Linked DNA regions of Mus musculus: regions 1 and 2 are each linked to region 3. Evidence: chromatin contacts called from public Hi-C data. All regions are on one chromosome and are shown on one strand. The core of a region is the stretch at or near the end of the contact, and the rest is flanking DNA. Distances in the headings are between cores, read along the strand shown. Region 1 overlaps Tert (telomerase reverse transcriptase). Region 2 overlaps Slc6a19 (solute carrier family 6 (neurotransmitter transporter), member 19). Region 3 overlaps Nkd2 (naked cuticle 2).

Region 1 (3,295 bases), core at 435-2,934, 180 kb after region 3:
AGGGAGCAAGAAGGAGGAGAAGGAAGCTATGGTCTAGAATACTAGCTCCACTCACCTGGGGGCTGCCTGAGTGGGCCCCTCTCCAGGAGATGGGCATGGAATCTACCATCTAGCTTTGGGTTCACCTAGGCACTCACTGTTTGAGGGGAAGGAGCTCACTCACCTGTCCTCAGAGGTCCCAGGAGACATTTGTAGATGACAGAATGAGCAGCCAGCTTGAGCAGGAAGGCCTGGTAGCAGAGCCAATGTGCGGCTTCAGGAGGAAAGGAGCCAGAGGCCTTTAGTGTCATTCCTGGGGGATCAGACAGAGGCTGAAGAACCCAGCTGGCCACAGACCCTCATGATCTCTCAACACCTCCCTAACCTGCTAGGGCTGAGGCCCAGGAAGGATGGTTGGTTACACTAGCTCCTGAGTGAGTGCATGATGCCCCCCTGCCCCCGCCCCCCCGCCCGCCCACCATGAGACCCCGCCCACCGTGAGAATGCTGGCCCTTGGCCGTCTACGCACCTGGATTCTTGACCTTCAGGATAGCATAGCAGCAGGATGCTTGGCTGGAGATGATGCCCAGAAAGAATGTGAGGTTCTTCCTAACACGCTGGTCAAAGGGAAGCTGAATCACACATGCATGGAACCTGGGCGGGAGCCACAGTGGAGAGGAAGAGGCCCTGGTAAGTGTGCATACACACAAGTGCAAGCTCTCGTCTATGCATACATGTGAATTATAAACAGAGATTCATGTGCATCACATATTTGCGTGTACAAATGGAATTACAACTACAAGTGAACACACAAGCATGTGTGTGTGTGCGCGCACACATGTCTTCATTCCTATATAATGTCATGAAACTAGTCCCTTCCCAGGTACCCTGTGCACCTGCTACGTCATGTCATATCGGGGGTAGACTGCCTGACACTGAAATTGTGTCCTCTATAGCACAAGCTCTTCCCCACACCCAGCCCCAGTGACCAGGAGGTTACTTAGAGGCAGCCAGATCCACAGTGGCATAAATCTGACCTGTGGTTGGTATGACCATCTGCCAACTCTCAGCAGAATGGTGCCCTCTGCTACAGCTCTGCAGGGCAGCTCTCCTTTCACGAATCAAGGGAAACCAATTCCACCCCTACAGGAAACCTCAGAAGAAAGGGCCTACGTATGCTGTGTGCCTATGGTCATGTAGAGTAGTGACTGTGTAATGAATGAATGACATGGGTCTGGCCTAGTGCACCTGACTTCAGATGCATAGAACCGAGGACAAAAATGTTCCAGAGGCATAAGCCAATGTGTAGGGCACATTGGTGGCCAGGATACTTTCAGCTGGGTGCTTGTTGTGCCTTCTGGTGCAAGACTGGTGACACTATCAGCAATAGCTCTGGTTCTCTGCTTTCTGGGGCTCTGGGTCCCCCTGCTTCCCTTTCTCATCTGATTCCTTCTGCGGTGCTTTCTTGGGGGGCTCCTTATGCCAGCATCCCCTCCTGTCTCAAGACCACGGGCTCTGGTTAGCACATAAGGTTACATGTGCTCTCTCAGCACAGGGAGACCAGAAGAGGGTCTTACCTTACAAATATGGGGTTGTGTGGAGACTCAACTAAATGCTGCCTTTTCCTGACTGCATTTCAGTGGCCACCCAACCAGGGGGAGCCAAGAGCAGCTCCGCCTTGAGCTTCAGAACCCCAGCCGACAGCAAGGCCGGCATTTCTGGTCTGTGCCTCCCTCTAGTGGTGGCACAGCCCATGACTCACCTGTAGGCCTGAAGCAGGAAGATCTTGTATATATTGATGCAGACTGTCTGGAGGCTGTTCACCTGGAGTCCCAAGAGAAAGAGAACCATCAGCAATGTCCCTGAGATCACAAATGAACACTTTCTGTGTTGTTGTCAAATAGGATGAGAAAGCCACTTGTGGGGAAACTCCCCCACCAAAATCATGCCAGGCCCTCATGGGGAGGAAGCAGGAGAGAGCTGAGGCCAAAGCCTACCACAGTGGCCCCTGCTGGACAGAGACCTCAGCAGTCATGGCCTAAGAGTCAACCGCCAAGGTCAGGATCCAGGGAACCTTTCTCTCTGTGGGAGCGAATGTCAGGATTGGAAAGTGATGGGGATGAGCAGGGTGAATGCTCAGGGATCCTCAGTACACATCCACTTTTCTACATGTTCCTCACATACACGGCTTGCACCTGTACACACATGTGCATATCCATGAACACCCCTGCCCCCCCAGAGAACAGGATCTATCCTAAGATCCAACAGGTGAGGTAGCTGCCTGTTTGCTCACCTGCAAGTCTAGAAATAGACCGTGACACTTCAACCGCAAGACCGACAGGAGCTTGTTCCGCATGGTCTTCCCAGCTTTGAAGACACTCTGGAAGGTGAGGCTCGTCTTAATTGAGGTCTGGGCATAACTGCAGCACAAAGGTATTCTGTGTGATTCCCACACTAAGCTCCTGAGAGACCGACATCAGTGCCCTTCCACCTCTTGTCCCTCTCTGCCACACAAGGCAGGCTTAGATGCGGTTGGACCTTCACACATGGAACCCATTCCGGCTCTTGGGACTCGCTTACAGCACCGCCAGAGCCCTGGACAGCCAAACCCAACCAGATGTAGTGAACAACATACATCTTATCCGGGCATGGGATTACCAGACATCTTTGCTCATCGGTGGCAAATAAGAGCTGTGAAAATTCAGTTCAGAAGGAATTGTAAATCTATAGGAAGTCACAACCCTGTGTGTGCTTCTTTAAGTGTGACTGCAGCCTGACAGAGCACCTTCCCAACACAAGACTGTGATTGGAGCATATTATCTCCAGTCAGAGTTTGGTGACAGCAAACAGTAAGGGATTGCCTACAGTGGTGTCCAACCACCTGCAGACTGCAGGATGCATCTTGGTCACTTTGGGACAACAGATGGGACATGTCCAGGACAGGATGAAGGGGTGTTGCCTTCTTGTCATCCAGTGACTTTGCATGATCCTCAAAGATGAATACAAGCGACAGGTACAATTACCTCTGTCAGGTTTCTTATTTTTATATGTGTGTGAATGCATGCCGGTGAGTGTGGGTGGAGGCCAGAGGAAGGGGTGCCATGCTTCACGATACTCTGCGGTATTCTGTCACTTCTCATCACATTTTGTATGTGAGGAGAAAAAAGAAATTCTTATGTTCACTATGTTTTCCCTTTAGGATGTTGCTAGTCACTCCGGCTGACCTCCAGACACGCTGTCCCTGGCTCAGGCAGAAGGAAGAGCTGAGCTGATGCATCCACACCGAAGCCTCAGAGGGTGAGCTCACAGCCACTCT
Region 2 (3,138 bases), core at 155-2,654, 140 kb after region 3:
TTTGCCCATGATCTATGGGACACATCTGGCTCACAGACACACAAAGCTGCAGAGGAGACTGAGCAACCTGTTTGGTAACCACTGTCCTGACTAGCAGAGTAGCTCTGAGGGTCTCACATGAACCTTTAGGAGTCTATCAAGATGGACCTGTTTTGGTCAAAGTACAAGTCCTCCCCAGGATCTTGATTTCTTCTGGTAGGAGAGCCCCAGTTGGTTCTTTGAGGAAGAGGTGGTGAGATAACCACCACCTATGGTGATAACAGAGTTGGACTGTAATGATCATGGGTATGGCCATAGAGTCCCAAAGACCGTGTGCCAGCTACTTCAGGTGTAATAGGGAGTTTCTTCCAGGAGTGAGGGAGGAGCTGGTTCTCAGAGGCCTGGATCCACATCAGAGCCCAACAGCTCTTAGCAGACTTCACATAGATGAGCACTTATGTACAAACAAGTGTGCACATGCACACGTGTGTGGTGTGTGGATGCAGATGTGTGGGTGTATTCACAAGTGCCCATGTGTACATGTGAGGCTATATTCATGTGCACAAACATATTCTTGTTGTGAACGCCTCAGACAGAGGCTAGGTTTTTGTCCTTTCCCCTGGCTTATTTCTAGCTTGTCCCCACTTTTGACCCAAACTTTGATATGTGCTCTGCTTCTGCAGGCTATGTGGAAGAGTGTGCCAAGAGCTCTTCCGTGGACTACTTCTGGTACCGAGAGACTCTTAATATCTCCACTTCCATCAGTGACTCAGGCTCCATCCAGTGGTGGATCCTGCTCTGCCTGACATGTGCCTGGAGTGTGCTGTATGTGTGTATTATCCGTGGCATCGAGACCACTGGGAAGGTGCAGTATGCAACTGATCATGATGTGTCCTGAATTGGCCCTTTTTCCTTGTCTGACCACTGCACCCATCCCACACTGTGTCTTCCCCACCCTGTTCCTCACAGGCTGTGTACATCACCTCCACCCTGCCCTATGTTGTACTGACCATCTTTCTCATCCGTGGCTTGACTCTGAAGGGTGCCACCAACGGCATTGTCTTCCTTTTCACACCCAATGTGAGTTCTCTGCCATCTACCAGTTGACTACCCCAGGCCTTCAGATCCCAAGGAAGAAGTCCATGCTGGATTCTCTTGCTTCAAGGCCAGCTCATTTCTATATGGTGACAGCCAACTGTCTGATGCCGAGGCTAGTGTCCTGGTTGATAAGGACCTGGCAAGGGGTCAGCCTACGGGTGGGCCTTTAACATATGTATCCTGGAGGGAAATTCTTGGGTGGCTTGTCTTTTTTTTTTTCTCCTCTGTGTAGAATGGCATCCACTCCTGGGGAAGGAGATAGCTTCTTCCTCAGTGGAGGGGGAGGCCTGCTTTCTGTGGTCACAGCTGAGTCCCTGTATGACAGATCACAGAGCTGAGCAACCCCAACACGTGGCTGGATGCAGGTGCTCAGGTCTTCTACTCCTTCTCACTGGCCTTCGGGGGCCTCATCTCCTTCTCCAGCTACAACTCTGTGCAGTGAGTATGGAGGTGAAGGGAGGGCTCCCAGGGATAGGAGCTGTGGGGCCCCTAAGAGCACCTTGCTTCTGGAGTCTAGTTTCTCCGTCAGACCATGTAGAACTATGCTGTGCGGTTAAGAAGGAAAGTGCTTTCAAAAGCACAGTCTCCGAAACCAGTGTTGGCCAGTGTGACTGAGCTGCCCTCCACCAGCCCTGTCTAAGCACAGAGCTGGCAGGAACAGAAACAGAGGCTTTGAGAGGATCTCCCCTTGCTGGATCCCTTGATAATCTCTGCTGCTTAGTCTAGTATGCTCCCTTCTCCACTCCCAAACTTGATGGCCACCTTGTTCCCAGTCTACCTCAGAACTCCCAGGTATATTGGTGCCCCCAGAGCTCACCCTGGACCCAGAAAAGATCCTGAAAGCTGTGACCCTGACATCTTCTGGAAAGTCCCTAAGCAATGAAGAACACTCACAAACATTCAGAGAGAATATAGGTGATATTTATTGTTTCCCACAAAGGTTTAGGGAAAACTATGCAGGCTTAGTGCAATCAGACCCATCCTCTGTGACCAGTGTTGGTCAGGGGAAAGCAGTGGGATCAGTTGGTGGTTTGCAGTGATAAGCCTGAGGTGGTTTGCAGTGATGGTCAGGGAGTGGATGGAGGCTCCTGGTAGAACAAACAGAGCTTCAAGGGCTCAGGATAGGCAACCCCATGGAGAGACCTAGGCTGCAGACAAGGCTAGAGTAGAGGCAGGGCCTGACAAGCAGAGTATGTCTGTTTTGGAAGGTGTGGTTTTCAATAGGCATGCCACAGGAACTTTCTGTTCTTAGAGGGCAGGGTCTGTGGTCCCTATGGTCTGGGAGTGCAGACCCTTCAGAAGATGTGTTGAAATTGGGTGGATGGGCAGGTGTTCTATTGAACTATTGTCTTTTAGTCACTGACTGATGGGTCTCAGGCTTCTTCACAAGCCAATTCTGATGCCATGGAAAATGTTCTAGAAGGCAACCCTAGAAGTGCCACTGCAGGTAGAGCCCAAATGGAGCTGTGTGTGAATTATTTTTATGGCAGTTTTATTCAGACAGTTTGTATTCTGTGCAGTTCATCCACACTAGACTACATGAATCCATTCACATGAGTCCGATGGCTCTAGCACATTCATACAGTTGTTCAGTCACCATTCCCATTTAGTTCTAGAACATTCTGATGAGCAGGCATTCCTGAACTCCCAGGTCCACTGCATTTCTTGGCTCCTGCCTCTGCTTTGTCTGCTTGACTACTCCCTGTGGGTAGAACTGGAGGGGTGGGGTCTTTGGCATCTGGTTTCTCACGGACATGACGCTTCCCTGATTGTAAAGTGTGTTGGTACTACAGACTGGTGTGGCTGGCTGACCATCTGCTGTGAGGACAGCCTAAATGTGCTTGCTCACCCACCTGCAGGGACTTTGGCTGCTTCTGCTTTTAATTGGGAAAGGTGCTTGCCCCACACGTGCTGCTGCCATGTTTCTGGGGTATATCTGGGAGGAGACCTGCCATCATGCTACTCCATGATCAGCCGTCTAAGGACCCACAGGCTGCTCTCCACAGTACCATGCGAATACAAGTTCCCTCCAGTTGTGCAGGGTGGCCTCTGTTTCCCTTT
Region 3 (3,100 bases), core at 482-2,981:
GGAACTATTGAGAATCTTAGGGATCGTCCCTGCTCTCGCCTGCATCACTTTTCCCCTAAGGGTAGGTGTGGTGACTTAGGGGATGACACCTTGACATTTGCTCCACTCGCCCTTGCTCCTCTCTCTTGACATCGACTTGAGTCTTCGACCCTCTCCGTGGTACCTACCACCAGCGTTGGTTTCCCCGCATATCTGTGTTTTGTCAGCAGCAGCTTTCAACCCCTGGGTCTGTAATCAGACCTAGGAGCTGTCAGCCACAGCACCCGAGGTACCTCCAGGATGAAGCTGAGCCCCTTGAGGTTCATGTCTTTGAACCTAGTTTCCATACTTCATAGGATCTGGAGCTGAAGCTCCGTGAGTTACTCTGACTTCAAAGAAAAAAAAAGAGAGAGAAAGAGAGAGAGAGCCCCAAGGTTTTTAGAAATTACTAAATTTCATACCTTATGTTCAGCTGGGACAAGCTGGTCCCTGTCTCTCTTAAGCTCAGGCCTCCAGTCGCAGGACATGTCACTATGCATTGCAGACAAAAAAAGTTTCGTAGAGCCAGGACGGATTCCTTGCACTTCATTACAATCAGACCCTTTGAGCCTTCATTCCGGCTGTGGGTTATTTGATCAGTGAATGAATGAGGACCGTCTCCTCCTTTCTCATTATGTTAGTCCTGGCCGTCCTGAAGCTTGCTAAGTAGGCCAGGCTGGCCTCGAACTCACAGAGATCCCTTGCCCCTCTGTCTCCCAGATGCTAGAATTAAAGGCACATGCTGCCATATGTGGGTAGCTAATATTTTTAATAATTAGGAGGTTTTCTCATTAAGATGATCTCTAGCGTAATCCCTGAAGTGACATCCTAAGATTAACAAGCTATGTATGCATCTTATTCATAATGGTTCCCATGAGTTAGGAGGCCCAGAGAGAGGAAGACTATGTATGTTCTTAGATGTCAATATGAGCAGGAGTGTCCCCTACTTCCTGGCCCTAGTCACTCAACTTGGCCATTTGGTTTTCTGTAAGGGTTCCTCAAATGCTGTATTTCCTACAACTGCTGCACAGCCAAAACAAACAAAGACAGACAGACAAACACCTAGAGAGGAGCCCCTCTCTCTTCCCCATGTTGCACTTTGGGTTAGTCCTAAGGCTATCCTGGCTTCTCCTTTCAGGAGACGAACACTTGGGGTTTGTCCTCCCCCAAGCCTCACACAGCAAATACTGCCCCGAATACTGCTGTATTATCCCCGTCTCTGTCCCACGTACCTGAGCATTTCTGCTATTCCTTCTCACATACTGCAGAGCAGTCAGCCTGTCCATTCAGGCGTGGGGGCTTCATGGTTATTTTCTTATTTGCTGCGAGAGACAGAATGTTCCCCCTACCTTATCCCAAAGGCATCAGGTTTTTAAATATGCTCTGTCATTCCATGCTCTGGGTTTGAATGAGACCTATGTCTGCCAGACACCATCCCATGTGATCCACAGGGAGGAATGGGGTAGGGGCTAGTGACCACCCTGTAGTCCCTGACAAGTGAGAATGTGTCAAAGTGTACCTGGGATACTTTTTCCGGATGAGATATAAAATTGAGGAGTCTTATCTTCCTCCTGTCCCCAGCTACCAACCCAAGGGCTCATCTGGCCCATGTAATCCCCAGGGACGTTGCCAGACGAATGAATCTTAGCTCAACTTCCCATCTCCTTGAGGGTTTGAAACTTTGAAGCCACCTGGAGTCAAACAGAAATGCCAGGAAACAACTGGTGGGAAATGCTCCCCGGGGCCCTGAGTGCTGGGCTGGGGGCTGCGAGCTCTCCTGTCCCGAAGGGCCCTTTGATTGCAGATGGCTTCCGTGGCACGTTTTATATTTCCTTTCTTGTAGCCTTTGCTTCTGCGGGTTATTCACGAGAACCATGTGAGCTTTTGTTCTGCAGAGTCTCTTGGCTGAAATGTTGCCTGGATGTGTTTGAAGTCCTTCCCGTTTTCCCATAACTTGTCTTGGGATCAGCTGTGGGCTAAGGATGTTTCTTGGCAGTCATCCCTGCTCCTCAGCCCAGCCCTGAAGGAGGCCGTGGCCCCTTTGCTGCTCCAGTGAATGCCACCCTGGGTACCATGGGGGGGGGTCAGTTTTGGTGGAAAGCTTTGCAAGCTAGGCCAGGAACAGAGTGACAACACATAAGGGTTCTTGGATTAGAGGCTTCTATACATGTGGGTTGGCAGTGTTGGGACTGAGCCCTGGGAGATCCTAAGTCTCGCTTGAAAGTGGGTTTTGCTTCCAGGCAATGAGGCCAAGTCCTAGAAATGACTCTAGCACACAACATTTGTACATTCTGCTGTGTGAAGCTGGAAGGAGCTGGTGGTCTAGGTGGGCCCACAGATCACGCCGAGAAGGCCTCTTAGAGGCCTGATGCTGGTTTCTATTGAGGTCTCAGGCTCAGGCTTATTTGTTGTCCTCCTCTGCTCTTCTCAGTCTAGAGTTCGTAATCCTATGTTGCCATGTTGTTTTCCAGGAGCTGCTCAATGGAGACCCTAAGGAGGGGCCTTTCTGGGACGACAAGGGTTCCCTAGAAGGTAAGTCTAGCTCTTTACCCCGAGCCTAGGACTCACACCACAAAACCCTCAACACTGGCATACAACTGAGATCAGTTGCTTCCTAGTCGCAAGAGAAGCTAGTTCTTTAGTAAGCAGAGACCTGTTACCTGAGATTCCTTACCAAGCAGGCAGCTCGGATATGTCCACAGGAGAAGCAAAATATTGAGCCACAGGGTCCCTGTACAGTGGTTTGTGTATGTAGTTCTGGGACTGAGTGGGGAGGTTGGGTTGCATGGACTGGTGCTCTTGAATTTTGAGCTAATGTCATGGCCACTTGCTGCACCAGTTGTGGAGTGGTGGAGTGGTCCTAAATCTGTGACTTGAACCCTGCTTGAGTCACTATCATATGTGTGTATCTTTGGTGGAGTTAGCCCCACACAGAGAAGTGATGAGTTCTTACCGGCTTCTAGTTAGTAGGTGCACTAGCCTATAGATCCCCCTTCAGACATCTGCTGAAGCCCAGAGGGACTCCTAGCACTGCCTACTGCAACTCAGGTACTGGGCATCCTCTCAGCTCATACCTGGACAG

Evidence for each region. Hi-C and Micro-C count contacts between places; a contact is called where the count stands out from the background.
Region 1: a Hi-C map of CD8 T cells shows a contact between it and region 3, with 6 times the contacts expected there. The contact joins two enhancer-like sites. A contact is called at or near these places in 3 of 15 datasets of contacts at CTCF or cohesin (CD8 T cells, large pre-B cells and pro-B cells), 100 of 484 Hi-C or Micro-C datasets (the 63-12 cell line, the AML12 cell line, B cells and 59 more), 4 of 115 datasets of contacts at active chromatin or transcription factors (bone marrow-derived dendritic cells, kidney, large pre-B cells and 1 more) and 4 of 9 other capture datasets (adipose tissue, embryonic stem cells, liver and 1 more).
Region 2: a Hi-C map of bone marrow-derived macrophages shows a contact between it and region 3, with 41 read pairs. The contact joins two enhancer-like sites. A contact is called at or near these places in 16 of 39 promoter capture datasets (the 3T3-L1 cell line, 3T3-L1-derived adipocytes, the C10 cell line and 10 more), 2 of 15 datasets of contacts at CTCF or cohesin (CD8 T cells and large pre-B cells), 3 of 484 Hi-C or Micro-C datasets (CD8 T cells, bone marrow-derived macrophages and inner cell mass), 3 of 115 datasets of contacts at active chromatin or transcription factors (double positive thymocytes, memory CD8 T cells and thymic regulatory T cells) and 4 of 9 other capture datasets (adipose tissue, liver, macrophages and 1 more).

What each region holds. Positions count from the first base shown.
Region 1 is chr13:73,645,285-73,648,579 of GRCm38.p6, reverse strand. It overlaps Tert (telomerase reverse transcriptase), which reads right to left. Exons shown (of 16, transcript NM_009354.2): 12 at 2,273-2,399; 13 at 1,742-1,803; 14 at 509-633; 15 at 164-292. Among named protein-coding and RNA genes, the nearest start is that of Tert, 20 kb to the right of the region's middle. Within about 2 kb of position 1,684, at least 10 of the 459 cell types and tissues checked have an H3K27ac peak or open chromatin away from gene starts, as enhancers often do.
Region 2 is chr13:73,687,422-73,690,559 of GRCm38.p6, reverse strand. Slc6a19 (solute carrier family 6 (neurotransmitter transporter), member 19) reads left to right here. Exons shown (of 12, transcript NM_028878.4): 4 at 663-844; 5 at 949-1,059; 6 at 1,403-1,515. Among named protein-coding and RNA genes, the nearest start is that of Slc6a19os, 11 kb to the left of the region's middle. Within about 2 kb of position 1,404, at least 17 of the 459 cell types and tissues checked have an H3K27ac peak or open chromatin away from gene starts, as enhancers often do.
Region 3 is chr13:73,826,327-73,829,426 of GRCm38.p6, reverse strand. Nkd2 (naked cuticle 2) reads left to right here. Exons shown (of 10, transcript NM_028186.5): 4 at 2,490-2,550. Among named protein-coding and RNA genes, the nearest start is that of Gm30303, 20 kb to the left of the region's middle. Within about 2 kb of position 1,731, at least 4 of the 459 cell types and tissues checked have an H3K27ac peak or open chromatin away from gene starts, as enhancers often do.